Linked DNA regions of Sus scrofa: all the other regions are linked to region 1. Evidence: chromatin contacts called from public Hi-C and promoter capture Hi-C data. All regions are on one chromosome and are shown on one strand. The core of a region is the stretch at or near the end of the contact, and the rest is flanking DNA. Distances in the headings are between cores, read along the strand shown.

Region 1 (3,868 bases), core at 875-3,374:
AAAACAAGCCCGGGGACACCGTGGTGCTGCTGCTGCAGGACAGCTGGTGACTCAGGGACCCGGAGAGGAGAGCAAGGGAGTGTGAGCACAAGGCCACCTGGAGAGGGCCCCGGGGGAGCAGAAAGCTCAGTGCGCACACACCCGCCCGCGTCCGCTGGTGGCACGGGTGTCCGCTGAGGCCCTGACTCCCTGGGGGCGCCCAGAGGGCTGAGATGCCACAGGCACACCCTCTACTTCAGAAGAGGTGTCACTGAGAGCGCGGCCCTCGGAGGTGCCGTCCAGGACCACAGCAGGCAGGACGGGTCACCCGGAGCCTCACGGCGGCCCCTGCTCGCCTCTGCAGAGGGAGGACCCGCTTCGCTTGCTCGCCCGCCCGCTCAGAGCCGCTGACGGCGGGAAGCCGACCGCCCCGACCAGGCCCACGGAGCCTCGCTCCCAGCCACGTGGCTGCCCAGTGAAGCAGAGGGGCTGCGCGGAAAGCCGGGGCAGAGAGCCGTCCAGGGCGCTTCCCTGGCCCGAGGTCAAGCCGCCGAGGAGACGAAGGTCAAGCGAGCCCAGAACCCGACGCGGGGCGCTGGTCGGCAGAGGACGGGCCCGCGCGCCGAGAAGCCAGCCGGCCGACGCCCCTGCGGCAGAGCCCCGGCCCCCGGCCCCTGCAGCCCTGGTCCTGGCTGCAGCCCCTCCGTGCTGGACACCGGGGGTGACCTTTCCTTGCCCACGCTCTGCCCGGCTCACCTCCTCGGGGCCGTGTCCAGGGAGCTCCGCTCACCGCTCGCGCACGCACGGGCCGCTCCTGATGCCGGATGGAGGGTGACCTCTTCTCAGGCCTTGCCCCCGACGCCCCAGGCCCCTCTTTCTGCTGGCGACAGGCAGCATGGGACGAAGGGCTCCAGGCCCGATGAAGGCCCCAGCACTGTGAGGTCAGAGGGCGTGTGGTCACTGAGGAAAGGGCAGGAGACCTGGAGGGACAGAGACCAGGCCCGGCTCTGTCTCAGCAGCCCTGGCGCCTGGCAGCCAGGCAACCTGCTGGGCCTCGGTGCCCTGCACCCGGGGCTGGGGGTGCGGACCCCTGAGGCACATGCACTCTGGAAACTGCAGCCTGTGTTCGGCTATTATAGCTGGGCACTGGGAGGGGATAAGGTGGGTCTCTGAAGAAGGAGAGGAAGCTTCAGGACCTCCGGTCAGGAGGGGGAGTATAGCTGGCATGAGAAACAGGACCTCACAGGAGGAAGGGCAGCAGGGATGGCTCAAGTTTGGCTGCAGTAGAAAACCTGTGTCGGAAAGTGGAGGGGAGTCTGCGCTGTTCTCTGGGGCCAGCTGGGGCTCCTGAACTTGTTGATGAAGTAAGTGAAAGCATGAGAGTCGTGGCTGGGGAAGATGAACCTGGCAGAGGCGTGAAGGACGGAGGGGCTGGAGGGGGGAGTGCAGGCAGGGTGATCACAGGAGGGCGCTGAACCCCAGAGAAGCGATGTGAGAAGGGCCTTCACGAAGGAGTGCCAGGAGGGCTAAAAAAGGACTTGGTGACAGCGTGTCAGAGAAAAGGATGCTCAGGATAATTTTTTCCGTCTCCCTGACATCCCTCGGAATGTCGGAGGGAAACTAGCCCGTAATTAAGTGAATACGACTGTGGAGTCAGCAACACAGATGAAGACGGAAGCCACCCAAGATGAGCTCGCCGGAGAGACGGCATCCTACGAAACCTTAACAGGGGCAAGCACAGACGGCTGAAGAATACCAACAGTTAAACGGTGGACAAAGGCAGAAGAACCTGAAAGGAAGACTGGTAGGAAGAATGCAAGAGGTGCTCTAGAAAAAGAAGTCAAATGGGTTAAGACAGAGTACAAGTGCTATGGAGAAGAGTCCATGCAGTTTGGAGTTTGGTTAATTGATGACTTTGGTAGGAGCACTTTAATTACAATAATGGGACTGAGGGCTAGACTGTGATGGATTAAAGGATGAACAGGAAACTAGCAAATGCACAGGATTTGTTGACTGCTCTTTGGGTGAACTTGGCTGAAAAGGAAGGAGCAAGGGTAGGAAAGAGAGACAGGGAGAATTTAGGATATTTTAGCTAAGCAGTATTTTAGCTTTACAGAACATGGCACAGAAACCACACACACACACACAGACTAACTGATGGACTGTGATCCTGAACACTGGTTGAGACTTAACACGGGAAGGGTGCCCCCTCCACTTTAGTTAACGATCATTTGTTGAACATGTACTACATGCCGGGAGCTGGGAGTACATGGATAAAAAGAAAATAATCCTCCAGTCTTTGAGGAGTTTGGTCCAGCAGGAAAGACAAACGCAGATCAAGATTCTCTAAGAGCCACGCCCTAGATTTTTGAGGAGGCCCAGTGGGGGCATGTGAGCAACCGTGACCGGATGGGTCAGTTTTCCAAGAGGGGACGCTCACTTTGGGTCCAGACTGAGCGGGGGTTCTCTGTCCAGAAGAGGAGGGGCTCACAGGCGCGCCCAGTAGGTGCCAGTGAAAATTACAAGAGAGCGGCGGAAAATCTACAGGGTCTGGAGAGTACAGGACCTTAACGCGAGCAAGCGCAGAGGTCCCTGAACTGAGGCTGTTCAAAGCGAGGACAAGGCCAGGACCAGGCACAAGGGCGAAGGAGCGAGGAAGACCGAGAGCGTGGGCGCGCAGGCCCGGGAAGGTGGGCGAGACATCAAAAACGGAGCCTAAAAGGACCAGAGCGAGGCTAACGAACCCGACTGGCGTCCGTGAGGACGCGGGTTCGGCCCTGGGCCCGCTCAGCGGGTTAAAGGCCGGCCTTGCTGCGGCCGTGGTGCAGGCTGGCGGCCACAGCTCCGACTACCCCTGACCTGGGACGCTCCATACGCCGCGGGGTGAGGACCCGGTGGGCACCGAAGGCCAAAAGTGGCTCCTCACGCGGCCAGGGGACAAGCCAAGCGGCCGCTACGCCCGGCCCGAGCCAGCCACCAAAACCAGAGCGAGACCCGCGGGACTGCTCAGGGCTGCGGCGGTCGGCGGGGAGCTGAGACCGGCGGCCCCGGCGGCTTTCCCGCCCGCGGCGCGCACCGCAGCCCTCAAGCCCCGCCCCCGGCGGCAGAGCTCAGCCTGCGAGCGCCAGCGCACTCACTGCACCGCGCAGGGCTCCCGGCCCCGCCGCCGCCCCCGGAACAGCTCTGCGATGGCGAGCTCAACCCCCGGATGCGAAAACGGCAAGACCTGTAATCGCGCGAGATCCGCGCCCTCGCAGGCCCCGCCCCCCGAGCCGGAAGTGAGGCGTGGGCTCCGCCCCTGGGCCCGATAGCTCGCGAGACTTTGCCGAGGCCTTCCTCTTGCGTCGCGGCCGCCGACATGGTAGGTGATTGTCCTGGTCCGCCCGTGTGGTTGCTACCCTAGGCCGCGAGCTTTGCTCACCTGCTCCCCCAGCCACCTGCTCCCGCCTTTGGCCTCATCCTCCAGGCCGCTCACGTCCGGCCGCCGGCCGGGGCGGCCGGGACGGGGCGGGGAGCCTGGGGCCGCGTGTTCTTCCCGGAGTCCGGATTCCTGAGACACGCGGACCCGGGCGCCTCCCTGATGAGAACCAGGCGGTGATCAGCCTGGTTCAGCTTCGCTGAAGGCGCCGCAGAGCAGACCCCCGCCCCAGCCCCTTCCCAGGCTGGCAAGCGTGGCCCCCGCCCCACCTCCCAGGGCCTCACCCCGGGCACCTTTTCCCACACAGCCGTCCAGACTAAGGAAGACCCGGAAACTCCGCGGCCACGTGAGCCACGGCCACGGCCGCATCGGTAAGTGCCGGTTTCCCGTCCTGGCCGGCCTCGGGCTGTCCCCGGCAGATGAGCTTAGAGAGGTGGGTGAAGCTTTGTGCGGTGGAGCCCGTCGAACTTG
Region 2 (3,868 bases), core at 637-3,136, 210 kb after region 1:
CTACACTGACAAAGCCTGTCCTGAAATCCAGAACACGCCTGAAATCACCCAGAGAAAGAATACAAAGAACACATAATGAGGAGGGGACTGAAGTCGTTTCCTCTATCAGTCATTAGCAACTGGGTGAGATTTAACAGTCTAAGAAACCATAAAGACCCGCATCCAGCAAACTGTTCACAAAAGTGCTATATTTAGGAGTTCCCTTGTGGTACCATGGATTAAGTACCCAGTGTTGTCACTGAGCTGATCCGGGTTGCTCCTGTGATAGAGGTTCAGTCCCTGGCCTGGGAACAGCCATGTGCTGGGGGTAGGCAGCCAAAAAAAAAAAAAAAAAAAGTGCTACATTTATAGTTAAAAATGTACCTGAAAGATCCCAGATGGGATTGAAAACTACTTAGCAGCAGATCAGTCATACTCAGACCTGTTCATTTGGCAGTAACACTGCTTCAAATGACGGACCTGGGGCATTGTTCAAACACTTGTCGACTGACTGACACTGCCCCCGCCACGGCGTGGTATGCGGATGGCTAATCACACCTCCCGGCCGGGAGGTCATGCAACTCTGAAAACCGAACACCAGAGTAAGAAACAATCACTTTTTAATGAGCAAGAGTCTATTTAAAAAACATGGAGAAGTAGGGTTCAGACAACAAAACTATTTTAAAATGAAGACTGATTAACTGCAAACAGTACATAAAAAATAATAAAAGGCTGAAAGTTCTTGTCGTTGGATGTTTATTTCCCCCCCACTTTTCAGGCCATGTATTTGTGATTTATGAAAAAGCAATTCTATCCAAAAAAGTCTTTTCCCCCAGATCTGTCAATTCGAGGACATTAAATTCTATTGCATTTGGAGTGGATAAGCAACGAGATTCTGCTGTAGAGCCCAAGAAACTGAGTCTGATCACTTGTGATGGAACAGGATGGAGGAATAATGTGAGAAAACATGTGTATCGTGTATGTGTAACTGGGTTACTATGCTGTACAGCAGGCGCTGGCACAACACTGTAAATCAACTATAATAAAAAATTTAAAATAAATAAACTCTTACTCTCCCAGCTGTTAAGAGCCCACTACTCTGACCACCTTCGGCAAAGCAGGCAAAGCTTTCCTGTCCTCCCGCAGCTGCTGGGCAATTTCCTTCCCTTCTGCCCGGCCTCCTTGGGCATTTCTGGCTGCCTGAGGAGCTCTGCTAGAGCCAATCCCGCCTCACGCCACCCGCCTCCTGGGGCGCCCAGCACTCCAGCTGACCCTCTCCCTTTGCCCTGTTCTTGCTCTGTTCCCTCTGAGCTGTGGCAGAGGAAAGAACACCCAACACGGCATGAATGATAGAAGTTCGGTTTTCCTTCATGGGTGACTTAATTTTAACAAAGGTAGTAACGAAAAAACAAGTCTGGCAGAATTTCAAACAAGAGGACGTTCCCACAACTCACACAATCCAAGTGTGTGACATTTGTTCCAAACACAGAGAAGATCAGGAGCACATCCAGCCGGATGCAGGCGTAACGCGGGCATTGCAGGGGCATCTCGCTCAGAGTCACAGGGGCACCCAGCCCTGCCGTCTCCTGCGCGAGGCCACAGAGCACACAACAGCCAGAAGGACCGGAAGCCAGGGCTCCTGCTGCCGAGGATGGCCCCCCTCTTTCTCTCTGGAACCTCAGAAAAACGAGGCTCATCGCCTATGTAACTCCTACTTCAGCATCAGAAGCCCTAGTGACAATACGTAGCAGTGACTTGGGACTCTACGTGCGAGTGTGTTAGCATCGAGGGTTCCCTGAGGCGCAAACATCGCGTCCCAGCCAGGCGACCCTGCGAGCCGTCAGGTAGAGGAGAGGCAGGAAGGGTGGCTCCGCTGCGGGTCACGGTAAACACAGAACCTCCAGGAACCGGGCAACACCGCCCCCTAGCGCCGAGGGAGGACGTGAGCCGCTCTCAATCCCACCCACCCGCAGCCAGAGAAGCCCAAGTTTTCTCTGGTTACTCAGCGAGTCAGTGAGGAAGGAAAGCTCATCACCGAACAGAATGGAGAAGGGGAAAGCACCCCAGCGGCTCAGAGTCGCAACTTGCCCTGCCTCCTAAAGTCGGTGAGGAACCCTCGGCTGCGTCTGGGAAACTCTCCCAAACCTAAAAGGCGCATCTGCAGGAGGGAGGCGCGGAGAGCGCGAGGAAGCCCCCAGAGCAAGCCTTGTTTCAGCTGCTGACCCCCAAGCTCCCTGTTCTCACCAGGAACCAGGAACAAATGACACGTGGGTATCTGTGCTCCGGAACAACAAAAACTCAGTGGAAAGACGGGTGCTGAGAGCTGGAACACAGAGGTCGCTTGCCGTTCAGGTGAAGAAACGGATCGTAAGTGCTCAAGACACTTGAGAAATTTACAGGAATACCTTATTTGAGCTTTCTTTTCACATAAAGTAACTTGCTGATACAAAACCTCTAAGAATAGCTAAATCACTTTGTAATAAGAGACAATTTAAAGGGCAACACAGATGCTCAGAAGAGGGTCTGAAGCGCCCGCTTATCAAATATCGGATTGAACCCGGATGCCTATCAGGGGGAGGGCAGCAGCAGCATCGGACAAGCTACACACGCTCAAAGGCTGCCTCTTCTTTTTCCGTCAGCTTGGGATATTGTAACTGAATGAATTTAATTCTGCTTTCAAACATCCAGGGCCACTCGGCTGTGAAATCGGGTGTATCGCGATGGCACGTTTGGAGCTCTTTTTCGTCCATGCCAATCCCAGCGACCTTCCGTTACAAACCATAAAGCGTCCCGGTCCAGGGGAAGGAACCCATCTGTCCTGCTACAGAACGGCTTCTCGACTGTTTCATGGCACGTGTAGAAAAAGGCCTCATTTGTAAAGCCCACTGGGATCAACGGAGAAGGCTGCCGGTGGTTGTACAGCCAGTCGGGAGCCCGTTGCCTCCCTGATTATGCGCCAAGGCCTCAAGGGAACAGTGACTTGGCACACCTAGAACCTATTCTTGGCACACCAAGTGGTAAACTCCGATACACATGGCACATTCCCGCTCCTTCCTGAGTCTTTTAACAGTTTTAAAGATAGTCTCCTATGTTGACAACACATCATCGAGGCCTACAAGCTGTGAAAATTATAACCCAGATAAATGAGGCTTGCTTACCTACCACGGAGAAGCAGGAGGGAGGACCGCCATTTAAGGGGACACAGAAGGGTAGCTCTTGGTAGTTCAGGTGCCACAAACTCAGCCCCATCCTAAGGTAGAAAGCCTGCCTGCCTGGGGCTTGGACTTTTGGCTACATTTGTTTAGGCTTACTTTCTGCACTCGGGGCCTCACTCCCACTTTGTCAAACAGGAACATAATTCATGGAGTTCCTGTTGTGGCTCAGAGGGTTACGAACCTGCCTAGTATCCATGAGGACGTGGGTTCAATCCCTGGCCTTGCTGATCTGGCGTTGCCCTGGGCTGTGGTGTAGGTAGCAGATGCAGCTGGGATCTGGCATGGATGTGGCTGTGGTGTAGGTTGGCAGCTGCAGCTCAGCTTCAACCCCTAGCCTGGAAACTTCCATATGCCCGGGTGCAGAGAAAGAAAGAAAAGAAAGGGAGGGAGGAAGAAAGAAATGGAATTCAACACATTTGCTTAAAAAGAAATACTTCAAAAAGAAGACAATACAGTGGGTGCACAGCCAGCACTAACAGTGACGACCACTGTTAAGGAAATGTGACCGGTGATTCCGTTATCCAGAATACTTACCAGTCCTTCTGGGATATGTTCTTATTATAAATATAACCAGAATTCTCTTTATAGGGAGGACAGATACATTTGCATCGGACATCTTCAGAGTTCTGTAACCAAAATGGAAACTTAATATAGCTTGTTGACAGTATATCATC
Region 3 (3,868 bases), core at 430-2,929, 170 kb after region 1:
AAGTGTGATGAAGATAATAATACCAGCTAATGTTCACTGAGCATTTACTATGCACCAAGTCCTACCTTACTGATATCAACTTCTTTGACCCTCACAACTACCCTATGAGGAATGTATTGTTATTCCCACTGTAGAGATGATAAAACTGAGGTATAGAATAGGTAAGCAGTCCCCTCTTGGTTACACAGACACAGCTAACAGTTACACAGCCAGGATCTTGCAATCCATAAACAATAAAAGACAAATTCTATATCACCCCTAACTACACTCATTAGAAGAGCAGTTAACGGGTATCTTAACTACCCCTTTTCCTGTTTATCCCTAGGCCATCCGTCAAGGCTTAGCTCAAATGCTTCCTTCTGCAAAGCCCGTCTTGACTCCCCAGCTGAGCAGTATCTATTTCTCCCCTGAGCTTCAAAGCACGGCATCTCTGTCAATCTTATGGCAAACAGCTTATGAACAAAATCTTAATATTTTGTTCCTAGCATGACAGAGTTTATGTGCATTATTCCTTCTTTTTTTATCCTCCTTTATAGGTTGTGTTCTCCAAGCTGGGAGGACAGCCCCGGGCAGGTAATGGAGCGCTACACCTATGCAGCACTTACTCTTTGCAAGGCAGTGTGCTGCGGCTTTTACAGGAATTCTCTCACAAAATCCTTTCAACAACCCAATCCAGGCAGTCCCTTCCGGGACTGAGAAAACACTACATGCAACTTTAACGCAGTGAACAACGCAAGCAGCTCACCGTCCGCGGAGAGGGGTACTCCCCGCATCCCCAGGTACAGAGGTGAGGAAAAGCGAGGCTCAGAGAAGTTGTTCACCCCGAATCACACAGCAAAAGCGGCGGAGTCTGAATTCAAACTCAGCTCTTCAGACTGGGTGTTCCCAACCCAGGGCTCGTAACGACTAGGTCCTAAAGCAGGCGCCCGAACAAACGATTAAAGGACAAGTTTGAGGAAACTCCTGCGATGAAAACTATGCAAGGACAGGGACGGCTTCCATTCCGTCTCCTTCTGTGAGAGGGAAGCAGGAAACAGCAAAAGCGCAGGTAGAGGAAGCTGAGGTGAAGCTAAAGAAAAGAGGCCTCCAGAAGCGCGAGGACGCTTCCCACCGAGGCCGGCGGATCACGGGAGACCCCCAGCACCAGGCAGGGCCCGGCTGCAGCCGCGGGCGGACGCACGCCTTCCCCAGAGGCCACGTGGCAGCAAGGCCACGCGCAGCTGCAGGGCTCCGACCCCAGCCGTCGCCTCAAGCAGGGTAGGTTTTAGGGCAGCGACCGCCCAAAATACAGACCAGGTGTTAAGAGGTGCCTGGAGGCACGTGTGTTTCCCTACAATTCCTAGCCCTACGGGAGACCAGCCGACTTTTCACCAAGTGCCCGGCGTTAAGCGGCGGAGACCACTTCTAAGGGCCAAGTCGCGGCCCAAGAACTCCAGCGACGCGAAGTCAGCGGCCAGGGCCGCGCGCTGCATTGAGCTGCCGCCCCCAGGCCCCGCCTCAGGCTCCGCCCAGACCCGCCCCGCGGCCTCCAGGCCCCGCCCCCTACAGGCCCCGCCCCGCCCGTTGGCCCGGCAGCCCGCGCGCGGGAACCACGCCAGGACGCAGGAGGCGTGTCCTGCGCTGGCCGCGTTCCACCGCCCCTGGCCACGCCCCTCGCCCCCACTCCGCCAATGGCCTGCTGCGCCGGCGCAGGGCTCTGAGGTGCCCGCCCTCCACCGCCAACCTAGAGCTGAGCGCATGCGCCTTGGGAGGCTGGCCTGGTGAGGGCTCCCGCGCCTCGGGAGGCGGGGGCGGAAATGGACGGGTTCCGCGAGCAACCCCTCGCTGCCGACTTTGCCCCCGCGGGAGAGCGCGTTGGGCGGAGCCGGGGGCGGTGGCCGCCGGGGAGGTCGAGGCCCTCTGGGTCCGACTCCGAGCTGGAGCGGGGTGCCGGCGGCCCGCCGACCCGCCGGTGTTTGTGTGTCTGTGCCCACCCAGGGGGACATGGAGAGCTGTCTGGTGGCCGCGGCGCTGAACGGGGTGGACCGACGCTCCCTGCAGCGCTCGGCTAGGCTGGCTCGGGAAGTGCTGGAGCGAGCCAGAAGGAGGGCCGTGGACTGGCGTTCGGTGGAGCTTCCCAAAGGCAGCGTGGGGGTTATTTCGCGGGAGCTGCCCTGCCGGGAAAGAGGGCTGGCAGCCGGCCCCCAGCGCCTGCTGCCGGGAGAGGTGAGGGCTCCTGTGCTGGGGGACCAACCCATTCATTCGCCGCACCGGGAACCAGGGCACGGCACACACAAGCGCCCGAGGGAGCCTGTCCTTGGCGGACAGAACAGTGAACTGAAAAGCCCTTTGAAAACGCTTGACGTTTGACAGATTCCTATTGGGTAGCTTTAGGATACTGCGAGAGACCGCTAGTGCTCGGCCCTGATTGGTTACTTTTAAAACAATTCTTACATGCTACCCTTTGGTGTTAGATAAACCTATCTTTGTATTGGAAAATTGCACGTCTATGTATTCCTTTTAGAATGGGAATTCTTTCTCAGTAATGTAATTCTTACTGACTTCAACTTGCAGGGGTCTTTCCAAAAGTAAAAAGGAAGCTATTCCCCAAATGACTTCATTCTCCAGTAGGGGATAGCAGATCTCACCTGTGACTTGTCGTTTATTACTTATTATTATTCAAACAGAGAGAAGAAAGACTCCCCACCCTCAGTGCTTCCTTCAGAACAATGGCAGAATTCATGGACTATACCTCAAGTCAGTGTGGGGTAAGTCGGTGTAAACCAAAGCCTTGCCCCGGGGCTGCCTGCTGGTGGGTCACAGAGTAGATGGTCGTGGAGTTTAGGCAGACTCTGGCGACTGCCTGTTCACCCTGCCCTCCTGGGTGGGCAGGTTGTAATCAGCCAGGGTTTAAACCAGGTCATAAATCCAGGTTGGAATTCACTCAGCAAATAATAAGTGTTAGGAGGGTACAGCACTGAGCAAGCCAGAAAAAGGCTCTCCCCTCTCTGTTGTTTTCAGACTGGGGAGGGGAGGGAGGGAGCCTACTTGCTGAGTTCCAAAACAAGTTTGAATTTTAGGGGTTCTTAAAACCTCGAACTGCACTAAAGTCGTCTTTGTTTTTGGCTTGTTTTTTAGATCATTAGGCTTGCTCTAAATTGCAAGTGAGCCTCTCTGGGTTCCCTCCATTAGATCTTAACCTCTACTCCAAGTCCCTGGTGATGTAGTTTTTAAGTCTGTCCCTTTGGGTTCATATCACTTGCTGACCACAAAGGTGGTTATGGCACAGTTGCAGTGCCCTCATCGGAGGCAGTGTGGCTTCATGGTAGCAGCAGCCTCGGGGCCAAGAATCACTCCATGCTCTGCCTCTTACTGGCTATAATGCCGCAGGCCAGTCAGTCTCTCTCGGCCTGACCCTCCCCAGCGTAAAATGACCTTGTCTCAAGTCCTTCCCAGCCCTATAATCTGTTGCTTTGGTTCCCATGGGAGATGAACACCAGAAAACAGACTATAGCACAAGGAACTCACTCAAGATTCTTTGTTCCATTCATTGGAATGGGAGAAGAAAGGCTTCAAGACCCTCTTCTCAAAACCATGCACTGAGGTCATCTTTATGCACCTCGAAGTACTCAAACGTTGAAAGGCAGCCAGCTGACATTCAAGAAAACCCCTGCATAGGAGGTGCTCTCTGTCCTCGGAGAGTTAGAACAGACTGCAGCCTCTTGCAGCCTCAGCCTCTTTTGATTACGTGCTTGCGGGGGATGGGCTGCCCCGCAGAAGGGGGAGAGTTACTTGGTTTCCGTCTTCCGTCTCGATCTCATAATGAACATGAAGATTCAAAAGAGTCGCTAATATTTCTATGTCTTTTATAAAGTCCTCGTGACTGCAA

Evidence for each region. Promoter capture Hi-C pulls out the DNA fragments that hold promoters and counts their contacts. Hi-C and Micro-C count contacts between places; a contact is called where the count stands out from the background.
Region 2: a contact with region 1 is called in a Hi-C map of subcutaneous adipose tissue, with 1.9 times the contacts expected there. The contact joins the enhancer-like site here to the promoter of RPL27A in region 1. A contact is called at or near these places in 2 of 5 promoter capture datasets (fetal liver and liver), 4 of 47 Hi-C or Micro-C datasets (embryonic fibroblasts, liver, skeletal muscle and 1 more) and 2 of 2 datasets of contacts at active chromatin or transcription factors (alveolar macrophages and skeletal muscle).
Region 3: a promoter capture Hi-C map of liver shows a contact between it and region 1, with 4 times the contacts expected there. The contact joins the promoter of AKIP1 here to the promoter of RPL27A in region 1. A contact is called at or near these places in 1 of 5 promoter capture datasets (liver), 2 of 47 Hi-C or Micro-C datasets (embryonic fibroblasts and liver) and 2 of 2 datasets of contacts at active chromatin or transcription factors (alveolar macrophages and skeletal muscle).

What each region holds. Positions count from the first base shown.
Region 1 is chr9:710,666-714,533 of Sscrofa11.1, reverse strand. It overlaps RPL27A (60S ribosomal protein L27a), which reads left to right and starts at 2,124. Exons shown (of 5, transcript XM_003482496.4): 1 at 2,124-3,340; 2 at 3,705-3,768. The coding sequence starts at 3,338. It overlaps TRIM66 (tripartite motif-containing protein 66), which reads right to left and starts at 2,963. Exons shown (of 23, transcript XM_021062260.1): 1 at 2,839-2,963; 2 at 736-959. The coding sequence starts at 2,852.
Region 2 is chr9:498,164-502,031 of Sscrofa11.1, reverse strand. The region is part of intron 6 of TMEM9B (transmembrane protein 9B); the gene reads right to left. Among named protein-coding and RNA genes, the nearest start is that of ASCL3, 18 kb to the left of the region's middle. Within about 2 kb of position 1,886, at least 22 of the 83 cell types and tissues checked have an H3K27ac peak or open chromatin away from gene starts, as enhancers often do. A contact at or near this core is called in skeletal muscle and subcutaneous adipose tissue, where this site is marked.
Region 3 is chr9:535,575-539,442 of Sscrofa11.1, reverse strand. AKIP1 (A-kinase-interacting protein 1) reads left to right here and starts at 1,679. Exons shown (of 6, transcript XM_013979076.2): 1 at 1,679-1,760; 2 at 1,978-2,205; 3 at 2,667-2,747. The coding sequence starts at 1,984.